Linked DNA regions of Ovis aries: region 2 is linked to region 1. Evidence: chromatin contacts called from public Hi-C data. All regions are on one chromosome and are shown on one strand. The core of a region is the stretch at or near the end of the contact, and the rest is flanking DNA. Distances in the headings are between cores, read along the strand shown. Region 1 has its middle 35 kb from the start of SNRNP48. Region 2 has its middle 28 kb from the start of SSR1.

What was found. Hi-C and Micro-C count contacts between places; a contact is called where the count stands out from the background.
Region 2: a contact with region 1 is called in a Hi-C map of liver, with 4 times the contacts expected there. The contact joins two enhancer-like sites. A contact is called at or near these places in 9 of 16 Hi-C or Micro-C datasets (blood, hypothalamus, liver and 4 more).

Annotation. Positions count from the first base shown.
Region 1 is chr20:46,946,335-46,950,732 of ARS-UI_Ramb_v3.0, reverse strand. No RefSeq gene overlaps it. Among named protein-coding and RNA genes, the nearest start is that of SNRNP48, 35 kb to the left of the region's middle. Within about 2 kb of position 2,507, at least 2 of the 54 cell types and tissues checked have an H3K27ac peak or open chromatin away from gene starts, as enhancers often do. A contact at or near this core is called in liver, where this site is marked.
Region 2 is chr20:47,195,052-47,199,449 of ARS-UI_Ramb_v3.0, reverse strand. It overlaps the pseudogene LOC132658317. Among named protein-coding and RNA genes, the nearest start is that of SSR1, 28 kb to the right of the region's middle. Within about 2 kb of position 2,644, at least 2 of the 54 cell types and tissues checked have an H3K27ac peak or open chromatin away from gene starts, as enhancers often do. A contact at or near this core is called in liver, where this site is marked.

The sequences.
Region 1 (4,398 bases), core at 1,258-3,757:
CTGCCCGTGTCATTAGATCTGGCAGAGTGGAAGTGATGGTTCCCTCGACACCAGTGGTTGGATTAGAGTCAGATGCTCTAGCTGATGACCAGGCCCCCTTGAAAATCACCTTGACCAGGGGGCGGGCCGGGGGTGTCCCGGTGCTAGCGATCCATGCTGGTTGCTAGAGGCACCTGAAGCGTGTCCGTGGAGACAGCCTCACGGGCGGGACTCCCAGTTGCCCTGAGCTTGGACGTGGGTTACCTTATCCCGGGACGCACAACGCAGGCTCGCCATCCGGGCTCCTGTGGTTTCCTCACCGTCTCCACCAGAGTCTGGCTTTTCCTTTTTGTTGCAAGAAAAAACTTGAACATCTGAGATTGAAAGGACATATCTACGGGCCTTCCCTGGCTGTCCAGTGGTTAAGACTCCGCCTTCCAGCGCAGGCGGTGTAGGTTTTATCTCTGGTCGGGAAGCGAAGATTCCACATGCCTGGAAGCCAAAAGACCAAAGCATAAAACAGAAACAATACTGTAACAACATCAATTAGGTCTTTAAAAATGATCCGCATCAAAAAGGAAAACTGTTTGAAAAAGGACACTTATACTGGGGAGAGAAGCCCTGTGAGAAGTCTGCTGAGAGCAGGACCCCCACCCGCTCCTAGGGGCGGTGCCCGTCTTCACCTCCCCTTTCAGCTTCCCGCAGGGAAGCAGCTAATTGATTCTGGGAGCAAACTGAAAGTCTCTCAGCGGGTTGGGGGCATCTCCCAGAACTTGTCTTCATCTCAAAGGCAGAATGTGGAAAAAAGGTTCATTGATCCCTTTTCATTTGGTATCAACACTTCTGCTGGTTTTGTGTGTTCATTTTGTCATCTTTGAAAACATGAGTTACTATTAACCACGTTATCAAACGTGACTGTCTTTGCAGAATGTTTTAAAGTATTTTTCCTCCTTCTTTGTGGCTTTCTTTCTCTTCTTCAAGGAGCTACAGGTAACTTGGTTGGAAAAGTGGAAGTGAAACTGTTAGTCGCTCAGTAGAGTCTGACTCTCTGCGACCCCACGGACAGTAGCCCACCAGGCCCCTCTGTCCATGGGATTCTCCAGGCAAGAATACTGCAGTGGGTTGTCACCCCTTCTCCAGGGACTTGGGTGGAAAGGAGACCTGACCTCCAAGGCTTGTTCTTTGGGATGTCCTGCCTCGGGGGAGTTGACGTCTCAGAGGAGCAGGACACAGGATCCCTGGCCTGGTCAAACATCCCTGTGTGCCCAGAATTTCATAGGCGTATCAAGGCACTCGACACTTGGAAACTACTCGGACCAACAGAGGCTTCCTGTCATCAGCCCTCTAAGACTGGCAAAAAATATCCTTGTGACCCACCAGTACAGCCAAGTGACCTGGGGACTGGTCACTTGCTATCCGAGGGGTGCTGGTAACCCATCCTTTTGCCTTGGTCCAGGGAAGACTCTGCCACCTTTTTACTTCCCTGAAGATGGAAAAAGTACCTTCTGAAGGACAGAGGTCAACTGCCCCTTCCTCTCCAACTCAGGGAATGTGGCCACCAAGTTGAAATTTACTTGATCTAAAGAAAGATTTAAAAATCCATTTTATCTAGTGTACTTGATGGCATCCCAGGTGGCACAGTGGCAAAGAATCTGCCTGCCAATCCAGGAGACCCAAGAGATGCGGATTCGAGCCCTGGGTCAGGAAGATCCCCTGGAGTAGGTAATGGCAGCCCACTCCGGTCTTCTGGCCTGGAGAATTCCGTGGACAGAGGAGCCTGGTGGGCTCCAGTCCGTGGGGCTGCAAAGAGTCAGACACAGCTGAGTGCACGCACACAAGTGTGCTTGATTTTGAGGTCTGAGAATAGTCTCATATTCCCATCTCATATTATGTTAATTTGCAGAAGTCAGGATACCATCCGCTCTTGATTTTGTGGTCCCTGGAAAGGAATAGCATGCAGAATTGCAACCCACTATTAATTCCAAACTGCTTTTCCTCCTTGTAAGCCTTTTTATGAGGGGTTGATTTTTTTTTTTTTTCTAAACAGCAAGGTATATTTCTTCTCCTTTCTCCCCTTAATGTAAGCTAAAATCATATACAGCCACTCTAGTAACACGGTTTGGCAGGTTTTTTTTTTTTTTTTTTAAACGAAGTGTATGCTTACCACACGACCCAGCAATCCCACTGATAGGGTATTTACCCAAAGAAGTGAAAACACATGTCCACACAAAGGCCTGAACTTGACCGCTCACAGCGACTTCACTCACAATAGACAAGAACTGGAAACAATTCAAACGTGCCGCTGATCAAAGGAGCACAGTCCATCCGTACAACGATGGATATTCACTGTACGGATACTCATTCAGCAAGCGGAGTGAATTACCGATACAAGTTACCGCATGGATGAAGCTCAAATATGTAATGCAAAGTGAAAGCAGCTTGGACGCGGGAGAACATACTGGATGATTCCAGGATCTGAAATCCTCTGCAAAGCGAAACCACAGTGGCAGAAACCAGAGTGCTTGCCAGGGGTCAGGGAAGGGCGGAATCGACGGCCAGAGGACACGAGGGAGCTTCTGGGAGAGCTGGAGACGCTGTGTGTCGTGCCTGTGGTGATGGGAACCATGTGTCAAACCTCATCACGCTTTACACATAAAACTGGTGAATTTTATTGTTTAGGGATTATTTCCCCAAAAGTTGACAAAAATCATGTGGGGGAAACATTAAGTAATGAAGGTATTGAGAGAGTGGTTCCTGAGCCTGCGAGGACCTCCCCGGTTGCTGAGGTCAGGTTTTCTTTACTGCTCTTGAACTGCACACGAGCGGGTCCCTGAGGTCCCCACCCCTCGCCACCGCCCCCTGCCAGTGCTCAGGCCGGAGAGCCCTCCCGCCTTCTCCAGCACCTTTCCTTCTGCTGGGGAGGAGCCAGGCTGTCTGGGTCCAAGGGAGCCAAGGGGAGCCCTTCCCCACAGAGTCCTTCCCTAACTCCCCTTGTCGAGGTTTTCCTTTGAGCTGGCCCTTCATCCCCTCAGCTTTATTGCTGACCTTGGGCAAGATTTATCACATGTGTGTGAGTGAAGGTACTCACGCTAGAGAACAGAGAAACAGACCACTAGGAAAGATACAGAATGAGAGAGAAAGGCACTCATTTTAAGGAATTGACTCCCACAGGGTTTTGGAACTGGCAGATCTGAAAATTGCAGGGCAGGCTGGCCGGCTGGGAATGCCCTGAGTGGAGGCAGTCTTGAGTCTGCAGGCTGGACACGCAGGCAGAACTCATCTGCGGCCATCCAGAGGCAGCGTTCCTTCTTGCTCTAAGTCGCTCAGTCATGTCTGACTCTGCGACCCCGTGGACAGCAGCCCGCCAGGCTCCTCTGTCCATGGGATTCTCCAGGCAAGAGTAATGGAGTGGGTTGCCATGCCCTTCTCCAGGGGATTTTCCCAACCCAGGGATCAAACCTGTGTCTTTTATGTCTCCTGCACTGGCAGGCAGGTTCTTTACCATCAGCATTACCTGGGAAGCCCTTTTTCCTTCTTAGGGGGACCTCAAACTTTGTTCCTAAGGCCTTCAACTGGTTAGACAAGGCCCACCCAACATGTTTGAGGGTAATCTGCTTTATTTAAAATCTACTGATTTAAATGTAAATCACATCTTTAAAAGAAAACCTTTTTACACAACGCCTCAACTGATGTCTGACCAGTCAATTGGATATCATAGTCCAGCCAAGTTGACACATAAAACTAACCATCACAAATGGGTACCCACATCTTCAGTAGCCTCTTTCCTGTCACTTAAAGGCATTAAGTGCCACCCAAAAGTCTGGGTTTGGGCTCTAGCTCTGTTGTTTGCTGGTTGTGTTACCTTGGGAAAGTTCCTTGTCTCTCTGGACCTCTGTTTCCCCAATATAAGCCAGGAGCAGCAGTAGGATTGTTAACATAAGGATTAAATGAGTTAACACAGTACCTTCAAAGAACCTAGATGAGTACTCACCACATATAACCTAACTACTTTATGCCCAGCATTATTCTAAACTTCATAAATACTAGCTGATTTTCCAGAAAAGTTTCTATTTATCTTAAAATTACTTTTATTGGTTAAGAAACTCCTTAATCACTGCCAATGAATGACTTGAATCAAGGAAGATGAAGGGAAAGCAAATATTTGCAGTAAATTGGACAAGATAAAGAAAAGGGATTCAGAGCTTCCCTGGTGGCCCAATGGTTAAGAATTCACCTTGCAATGCAAGGGACACGGTTTCGATCCCTGGTCCGGGAAGATCCCACGTACCATGGAGCAACTAAGCCCAGGTGTTGCAACTTGCTGTGGCCACAACAACAGAGTCCCTGGGCCGCAGTGAAGGATTCCAAATGATACGATGGAGGTCCTGCATCTAAGACTCAATTCAGACAAATAACTAG
Region 2 (4,398 bases), core at 1,395-3,894, 250 kb before region 1:
AGCCAGATTCCCAACTGTTTAAAAGCAACTGCAGATTTCCCCTTGTTTCTGCCACACCTGACCGAATTTAATTTTTTGGTGCTCATAAAAGTTGTTTATAGAAGCTTTTGGAGTTTTTGTGTTTGTCACAAACTCCTTAGGGGCTATTCACATTTAAATGCTTTTGTGTGAGCAGTGATTTCCTCAAGGTTACAAAGGTAGGGTCAGTATCCAAAGTCAGACACGTCTTTTATTATGTGCCTATTCCCATAGTTCGCAATACACATGTTTTGTATATCTGTGGGAAATAAATGAGTTCTCAGCTCTACAAATTACTTAAAATTTGGAAAAAGAAATTTTAAAAAAAAATGTACTCATTTGACTGCACTGGGTCTTGGATGCAACATGTGGGATCCATCTCCCTAACCAGGGATTGAACCCGGGTCCCCCGTGTTGGGAGTGCGGCGTCTCAGCCACTGGACCACCAGGGTACTCCCCGGAATCTGTTGTTTTCTGGTGGGCAGTGGGGACCCTGAGTCAGGCGGGCGGCGGCGCAGTTGGAGATGTTGCTGTCATGTCCGTCCCTCATGCAGTGACCCCAGCAGTGGTCCCCACCGGAGCCAGGAGGGACCTGGGTTCCTCGATGGTCCACAAGGTACCAACCGTGGGAGGTGGGAAATTTGGATGCTCGGCACGTGTGTGAGGAAGGTTGGCTGATGTCGGGCCTGGGCCACTAACATGTCCCAGGGTTGCTGGGTCACACACTGTTGCTGGGAAGTTCTGGGCCGCCACAGTTCAATTTTGTGTTGATATGAGGGACAGAGGCTCAGCAGGAAGCCGCGGAGAACCCTAAAAATGTCCACAGTTTGGAGGCTGCACGTGTTACATGTTTATCTAAAGATAAAATGAACTGGACAAGAAGGACAGAAGGGCAGCTTACACTTGAGAGAGAGCACTTAGATGATCAAAGCGCTTCTCCACATGCATGTTCAAGATTATAGCAAAGGAAACACCACCTGTTGTGGGCTGAACTGTGGGAGCCCCCCATTTATATGTCCGGTTATGCCCTCAGCTGTACCCCCAGCACCTCAGGTGTGGCTATATATGGAGGCAGGGTCTTTAAAAGGGTGATTGAGTTAAAAGGAGCCTGGAACTTCCCTGATAGCTCAGCTGGTAAAGAATCTGCCTGCAATCCAGAAGACCCTGGTTCGATTCCTGGGTGGGGAATTCAGCCATTCAGTATTCTAGTGGCTCAGATGATAAAGAAACCGCCTGCAATGAGGGAGACCTGGGTTCGATCCCTGGGTAGAGAAGATCCCCTGGAGGAGGGCATGGCAACCCACTCCAGTATTCTGGCCTGGAGAATTCCAAGGACAGCGGAGCCTGGCGGGCTACAGTCCATGGGGTCGCAAAGAGACGGACACGACTGAGCAATTCAGCACAGCACAGGGCAGGCAGCCCTGATCCAATCTGACTTGTCTTTTACAAGAAGAGGAAGTCTGGCCCCAGACACCAGGAGTGTGTATGCACAGACCGCATAAGGACGTGGGGAAAAGATGCCCCCCGGGAGGGGGTTAGCCTCAGGAGGAACCGGCCGGCCGACGCCTGGACCTCAGGCCTCCAGCCGCTCAGCTGGGACCCGTGGGCAGTGTGGCTCAGGCGCCCGCCTCCAGATCTCAGTGTGCTGGGCATTTCTTGATTGTGTGAGGCATCCCACTTCTGGCCCTGGAATCCAGGATGGGTGTAGAGAGAAGGCAGGCGTGCTTGGTCAGACCTGAGTGCCCCAAGTGTCGCGACCGTCCCACTGCCATTAGGCGCTGGAAGCGTGTCAGCAGAGCGAACGCCCAGAGTCCCGCCCTGCGCGGGCAGCAGCCCCTGGGGGAGGCCCCCATCGGCCAGGGAATGACTGACACTCCAGGGCCCCACCCCACCTCCCCTCAGTGAGTCCCAAACTTGGAATCCACTTGGAGAAGTTGTTTGAAAATGCAGATTCCTGGGCCAGCTCCCTGAGACTCTGCTGTCGGCCTGGGGGACCTTCCAGGTGATTCAACGTGTGGGGTTCACGGGCCACTCCAGAGATGCTCGTCAGCACAAACGGGTCTGCCTGCGACCGCGTCCTCCGCCGGCCGGCCCCGCTCCACTGCCATCTCTGCTGCTCCCGCTCTATCCCCTCCCGTCCGTGGTGTCCCCCGTCCCTCCGTCCCCTCCCGTCCGTGGTGTCCCCCGTCCCTCTCCTGCTGCAGCGGCGCGGTTGGGGCCCAGCTGGTGCGGAGACAAGGACGGTCCTCACCCCTGGGCCTGGCCTCAGTGAAAGAGGTAGGCGTGTTGGTAGCCTTTCAACTCCATTTATTTCCAGCCAATTCGATTCAGTGCGGTTCAGGTCAGTCACATCAGCATAATCAGAGCGCGTGGTGAGGCCGCCCGTGCAGCCTCGCCGGGGGAAGTGCCCGCTCCCACGGGCACCACGGGGCGGCCGCGCGCCCTCCCTGCGCTGAGCCCTGAAGGGCCGCCAGGGCGGCTGAGGGGTCTGCGGCCCCCGTCACTCCCGGGCTCAGCGCTGGTGACCGGGACGCGCAGGCGGCGGCCCCGGGCTCCCGAGTCCTCACCGTCGGGCCCGAGGCCCGTCCTCCGGGGGCGGAGGGGAGCCGGCCTCCCAGCCCCTCCCAGCGGCGGTCCGGGCACCTCCCAGCCCGCCGCCGGCCAGCGCCGCGGGGCTGCCCCGCGAGCCCGCCGAGGGTCCCGCGGGGCTCGCGGCCGGGCCGGGCCTCCGGGCGCGGGTCTTCCTCGGCGCCGTGCAGCGGCCTCGGGGCCTCAGTGCGTCTCCCTCCGCCTGCGTCTGGAACGACAGAGGGAGACGGTCAGCCCCGCGGCCGCCCGGCCCGAGGACTGCCCCGAGGGTTCCTCTTTGGGCTCCGGTCTCAGGACCGAAGACGCCGCGGAGAAACCCCTTCCCTCCCACCCCGCCTCCCACAAGGAATCAAACGGAGAAATCCCGGACCCGGGTTCAGCTTCTAGAATTTCTACTCTGTGGATCCTGGAAGGAACCTTTACTGGCACTGAGGCTTCCGTGCTCTCAGTGAGAATCGGGCGTAAGAACCCCGCAAGCGAAGCCATGCGCCGTGCATAAAGCGAAAGCCGCCCAGGCGCGTCTGGGCCATGCGGAGGGTTTGCTTTGGGACGGAATCAGCTCCGAACAGTCTCACTCATCCTTTCTCTCACGAAGCAAATATTGATCAAGCCCCTGCTCTGCTGGAGGCCCGGCCCCCGGAGCCTGCGGTGGGCCGGCGGCCTGGGTCCCATCGGGTCTGTGTCAGGCCTTGATGGGGGCTGGCCCCTGAACTGACCCTGGGTGTCCGGGGGCGGGGGTCCTGAGAAAACCTCCTTGGAGGAGGAGACCAACACGCCCTACCACCCCACCGCTGCCACGCTGGCCGTGTCCACATCAGGACGCCGCGGAGCCTCTGGGCCAGGCGGGGGGCCAGGGCCTGTGTGGCTCCTGACCCGAGTCCAGTCACAGGACAAGCCCCGACTGCGACACGCAGAGCCTCCAGCCTGCACTCCCTCAAAGCGCCAGTGTCCCCCAAAGGCCCAGGAAGCGTCCAGATGGTATCCATCCCCCCACCCCCAGAGGCCCAGGAAGCGTCCAGATCCAGTGTCTCTCCCAAAGGCCCAGGAAGCATCCAGACTATGGACCCATGATGAGTGAATGGACCGCAAGAACCTGGACTTGTCCCACAAACAGGCAGACAAGCCGGCAAGGGAGGTGCTTGGCCAAGTGGCAACCACGACTCGGTCACCTAGAATGCGTGCTCCCCACAGATGCACACTGGTGCTCGCAGGGCGGGAGGTCTGAGCAGTCAGGGGGGCTGTGTGTGGTTCACGTGTGTCCATCTGGCAGGACGTTAGCAATTAGTGATCTGGATGACGATGGGAGGTTTAGGGGATTTCTTTGCAGAATTTCTCAACTCTTAGCTCTAAGCTCCGAATGATGTCAAAATTGAAGGCTGCTCACAGGCTGGGTGCTGAACCAGCAGGCGGGTGGGCAAGGCCTGGTGGGGGGCAGGGGGAGCCAGGTGGGAGCAGGGCCAGTGCGGCTCTAGGTTCGAGGGTCGCGGCAGTCGACGGAGCTTTGGGTCCGGGTCCTGCAGGCTGTGGGGGGTCAGGCCGCCTCCTCCTGGGGGTCCAGGCAGCAGCTCGTGGGGGGGGGTGGCGGGGGTGGACCAGTGGTGGCATCGCAGGCATGACCACCATGTGGGCACCACGTTTGTCCCCTGCTCACTGACCTCAGGGAGCCACCCAGGATGAGGGTCCGGGGCTCAGAGGACGGCTGGGTTTCAGGACCCTTAGAAGGTGACACGGACAGGGACCATCCGAAGGAGTTTCCTGCAGAGGGAGGGGGTGAGACAGGACATCCCGAGG